Linked DNA regions of Rattus norvegicus: region 2 is linked to region 1. A link is a contact called in public Hi-C data. All regions are on one chromosome and are shown on one strand. The core of a region is the stretch at or near the end of the contact, and the rest is flanking DNA. Distances in the headings are between cores, read along the strand shown.

The links. A called contact is a pair of places that touch in the nucleus more often than the background predicts.
Region 2: a contact with region 1 is called in a Hi-C map of liver, with 4 times the contacts expected there. The contact joins two enhancer-like sites. A contact is called at or near these places in 3 of 12 Hi-C or Micro-C datasets (hepatocytes, kidney and liver).

Annotation. Positions count from the first base shown.
Region 1 is chr4:164,083,604-164,086,303 of GRCr8, reverse strand. No RefSeq gene overlaps it. Among named protein-coding and RNA genes, the nearest start is that of Klrb1c, 17 kb to the right of the region's middle. Within about 2 kb of position 1,308, at least 2 of the 93 cell types and tissues checked have an H3K27ac peak or open chromatin away from gene starts, as enhancers often do. A contact at or near this core is called in liver, where this site is marked.
Region 2 is chr4:164,298,058-164,300,757 of GRCr8, reverse strand. It overlaps the pseudogene Rhox5-ps1. Among named protein-coding and RNA genes, the nearest start is that of Clec2g, 4.5 kb to the left of the region's middle. Within about 2 kb of position 1,292, at least 39 of the 93 cell types and tissues checked have an H3K27ac peak or open chromatin away from gene starts, as enhancers often do. A contact at or near this core is called in liver, where this site is marked.

The DNA.
Region 1 (2,700 bases), core at 59-2,558:
TTTATTGCTCTAGCTAAGCATTCAAGTACTGTATGGAATAGGTATGGAGAGGATAGAAAATCTTATCTTGTTCCTGATTTTAGTGCAAATGCTTTGAGTTTCTCTCTATTTAGCTTGGAGTTGGCAGGGTATTGGCTGTAAACTGCCTTTCTTATGTTCGCTTTCATCATGGATGGATGTTGGATTTTTCTCCAAATGCCTTTTTTTTTCATCTAATGAAATGATCACACAGTTTTGTCTTTTAGTCTGTTTATCTGGTGAGTAATATTGATTAGATTTATATATCTTGAACCATCCCTATGTCACTGCTATGATCAAGTATGACACCTACTTGATCATAGTTGATGGTCCTTTTGATTGTTCTTATAATTCAGTTTGAGAATTTTTGCATCTATATTCATAAGGGAAATTGTTCAATGATAACTTTTTCTTTGTGGGTGTTCGGTGTCTTAGGTATAGTATAATTGTGGACCTGATTGTAAAAAATATTATACAGTGTTTCTTCTGTTTATATTTTAGGGAATAATTTGGGGAATATTGGCATTAATTCTTTCAAAATCTGGTGGAATTCTGTTCTAAATCAATCTGACCCTGGGTCTTTTTTTGGTTGGTAGACATTTAATTACTGCTTCTTCTTCACTAGGAATTATATATCTGTTTAGATGCCTGCCTGATCTTGATTTAACTTTTATAAGTGATAATGTCAACAAATTTGTCCATGTTTTCCAATTATGTATACTACAGATTTTAAAATATGTCCTTATGAGTGATTTCTTGTCTGCTGTTATATATCCATTTTGTCTCTAATTTTGTTAATTTACATATTCTCAGTTGTCCTTTAGTTAACTTGGCTAAGGGTTTGTGAATCTTATTGATTTTCTCAAAGAACCGAACATTTGTTTCATTGATTCTTTGAATGGTTTTGTTCATTTGTTCTATTTTTATTGATTTTGGCTCTGAGCTTGATTATTTTTTGCTACCTACTTGCTCAGGTGTTGTGGGCTACTTACCAGAGAAGAGCACTCAGACACAGATTCAAGCCAATAAAAAGTCTTTATTAGCCACCTGGCAACTAATCTACCTGTTCAGGACCCCAGTGAAATCCTGTCTTTCCCAGGGTGAGCTTTTGAGCACAAAACAACATACTTGGTTAACACACCTCATTCAGCAAGAACAGTTAGCCAGAAGCAAACTACAAACTACAAAGCTAAAAGCCAATATTAGTACAAGTAGAGATTTTCCTGAACTATGAACTTTGATGGATTAGGTTTTGGTTCTCATTTTGCAAGGCAACACTGTCAACATGCTGGGTTCCAAGACCTGAAGGGTATTTCCATCATAGTGTCAATTGTACTAAGAGCTAATGACTTACTAAGCTCTGGAAGGCCTGTCACATTCGCCACTGTTTCTATGGGCATGGTCAACACATGGATTCACCTTAGGGCAACAGGTTATACCATCTCCTTAGCACTAATGTTTTAACAGAATTTATTCTCTGTCTTAAATATCTAAGTAAGTAATTGAGCAAGCAGGGTCTTATACTGACAGCTAGGAAAAACAGGATTAATTATCTAGTCATGGCTATAAAGTAGACAAGGAGAACAAAGATTAGTACCAGTTTAGAATCTCGATGCCTCTTTTCTTTTTCCTTGATGGTTATTTTTGACCATGGCTAAATTTTATCTAATTATTCCTGACTGATTGGCATAGAAGCAACAAGTTTCTCTTAATGCCATGCAGAGGCATTCTTATCTCCTAAAGAGGACGGCCAATTCTCTTTAATTCTGAATATCATCCTCGGCTAAAGAGTCAAACTGGGTTTCCATATGGGAAGTAGAATTTTCCAAATGACTCCAATCTATGTCTACTAGAACACTGAATTCCTTAGTGGTTTTTAAACCCCATGAATAGGGTTGAAGTTTAAACTGCAGTGTAGCCTGTCATGCCTGCTCCAACCAACAGGGAAATGAGAATGAAGACAGCTCACATCACATGAGGGATCCAGGTCCTATAATTAGTTAGACCCTTCTCCGTATTTGAGCACCTGTGCTTTAACACGTATGAGAAAGAAAAATGTATTGGTTCTCCTCCAATGCAAATTCAGAAGTAAAGCTATTAGTGAAAGAAAGCTAGGAAGTCTCTGGGTCTGAAGTACACTTGACTGCCATTCCTGGTATACTGAGGTATCTGAATACAATGCCCAGGTCCTGCTCAACATTCAGGTACCCGGGGAAGGCAAGAGAGTAGCATCTGCAACCAGGACCAAAAGCTGATGACTTCTGGAAATCTAATTCTCTCTTGTTATTCAGGAGCCAACAGCTATTGGCATCTGACAATTAATTCCTTCTGAGAGCAACAGGGGAAAAAAAACTCAGTTACTTGGGTATTATCCTCTTTGACTCAGGGATGGCTCACTGACCAGGTAAGAGGTTCAGAGTTCATTAACTATTTGTGAACCAGACAGAAAAGAAAGAAATGAGAGAGAGAGACAGAGACAGAGACAGAGACAGAGACAGAGAGAGGGGAACATAAATAGATACCTATATTTATACTGGATGAAGTAGATAAGGCAGCACCATCACTTTATTATTGTTCTTGGATTTTATACTTTCTCAGGATAATTGATGATGCAGTGTTTTTTTTAAAAAAAGGCATTTTATCATTCCATAAGTTCATCGTAAGTTTAAGGCAATAGTCCAT
Region 2 (2,700 bases), core at 43-2,542, 210 kb before region 1:
GATAAGTAAATCAAAATGATACAGCACACTTCAGTTTGTGATAGAGTGTAATCGAGAACTAAGCATGTGCAACACATGAGTAACAAGAAAATGTAGTGCATTTTGGAAAGGGTAATATATTCATTACCATGGAATGCTCTGTTATATTCCTATAATAGAACAGACAAAGGCAATACACAACATCCAGCAGCTAAGCAGTGATAGCACAGTTGTACTTTGGGTGAAGGCAGGTGTTGCTGTAAATTAATAAAATCGCTTCTTTTAATCCCCACTAGAGTCAACACTGTAGGGCCACATGGCATCTATTAGATATTTATATCTTAGCAGCAAAGCTTCTCACCCACTTAGCTCCAACCCATATTACATTGCGGATGGCTAATCTCTGAGCCTGGCAACAATCTCTCTACCCATCTAGTTCCCAAGGCAGATCGCCACCATGCCAGACATACACATCCCAATTCCATGGTGGCCCAGTGTGTCCAGCCACCACATACTCTCTTGAACTCAATTAAATCACCACATGAAGGAATACATAACACAATAACATCTGATCCAATTGATAAGATATAATTTGCTCACCTAGACATACAAAATCCTGTACATTCCATCTCTTAAGAATATTCATAACAAACTATAAATGTGTAGAGAGGAATTTTAATATCCACTTCCATGTTCTCTTGGCTGCTCCTCTCTCCCAGTCTCCTCCTCCTCCTTTAAAACTTTTTTCTCCCACCCATCATTTCTTCTTGTCCAATGACGGGCCTTGTTCTATCCTGTACCTGCCTTCGTCTGCATAAGGCCATCATCCCACAGGCAGGACTGGAGCAATGGCTCATTGGTTAAGAGCACTTGCTGATCTTGAAGAAGACCAGGGTGCAATTCTCAGAGCACTCACTGCTCACACCATCTGTATAATTCTGATTATGGAGGCTTAGATACCTTCTTCTGGCCTCTCCTGCACTTAAGTGGTTCTCAGACATACATGCAAGCAGAGCTCCTATACCCTCTTGACCTGAGACAAAGGCCTGCCAGCTCAAAACAAAGGTCTTTTTCTTCCTCCCAAATCCTCTTGCCACTAGCTCTCTCTTTCAACTTCCAGATCACTGTATCCTTTACTTTAAATAAACATTCTAAACTGCTGGAACAAGGTCAGGAGCCATGCTGGCGCCATTTGGAGACTGATTTTATGTTTGTTTCTGGTTTACTTTGTGTTTCGTTTCTCTTTCAGAGCACTCTGATTGAGAAACGAAACCTAAGCTGACCTTACTAAGGAGACAGGAATTTTCAACCCTTCCCAAAACAGATGCTTCTAATTCCAGATCCCTCAACTAGAGACTAATAGACCTCTTCCTGCCTCAGAGTGGAGACTGATTCAGTGACAAGGACCTCTGGCTCTGGCCTGCAGCAGATCTGGGAAGCAGAGAACCCAGGAAAGACTTCTGGCCTGGGTTGGGGAGATATTTCACCAGCAGGACAGGGACATTTAGGCAGTGAGACTATATTGTGTGACAAAGTAAAGGTGTCATTGTGGGACGCGATTATGCAGCCATTTGTCCAGACCCACAGAACACACACTGTGGACATGAATGGCTCGGCTAAATAGAAAGTCAGTATTTTTTTCTAGGCTGGTCATCTGTGCTTCCCACTGTTGGATGTCAACTATAGGGACAGGGAGAAGTCGAAGAAAAGCAAGCAAAGTTACAGGACTTTCCACTCAACGTTCTGTGACATTGGAAGTACTCTTCAAGTCTACTTTTCAAAAGGCAGGAAGACAGAGAGTTCTGTGTGATATTGTAGTCACTGTAATATGTCTTCAGGCAGATTTGAGGTTTATTCTTAAGCTGAAGTTTCCCCTTAAAGGGCCTTTTCTACCACTGTAACAATTTCAAAAGCAACCCAGTGCAGCAGTTTCTCCTTGACTCTTGGAAGCTATAGGAGAGCAGTAGTGTTGAGAGTCAACTTTATTCAGAAAAAAACAAACAAACAAAACAACAGATTTTACTGTACTATAAATAATAATATCCAAGAGTCACATTCACCTATTTGAAACATTGGAGAGTTATACATTTGGCCCATTAAAAAATTGCTTTATTACTTGAGAGAGGCATATCTGGCCATGGCATATGTGTAGGAGTCACGTTTTCACAGGAATCTGTCCTCTACTGATGATCCATTAGGTTCCTGGGATACAGGTCAGATGGTTAGGCTTATTTGGCAAGAACTTTTAAGCCCTGAATCATCTCCCTGGTACATCTCCTTAAAAAAATAAAATCATATCTTACTTATTATTTTGTCTTGGTTGTAGTTTTCAAAGAAAGCTGCTAACACTTTAACTTACGCAAATATCAGAGTATGTCTTTATAACATATTAGTAATTTTTCAACTTCTGAGTAGAAACTACTTTTTCAAAACTAGGACATCCTAAAAGAGCAGTTAGAATTCTCATGAGTTCTGGTCCTGGGAGCCAAACTGTGTAGTTCATAACTGACTATAAGTCCAGTTAAGGAGGATGTGGTGCCTCTGTTTTCTGTGGGCCCCAACATACTCATATACATAACTCTCTCAGAAAGAAAAAGAGGGAAAGAGAGGGATGGAAGAAGGAAGGAAGGAAGGAAGGAAGGAAGGAAGGAAGGAAGGAAGGAAGGAAGGAAGGAAATATAGAGCTCCTATTTTTTGGATATTAGCTCTCTGTTGGATGTA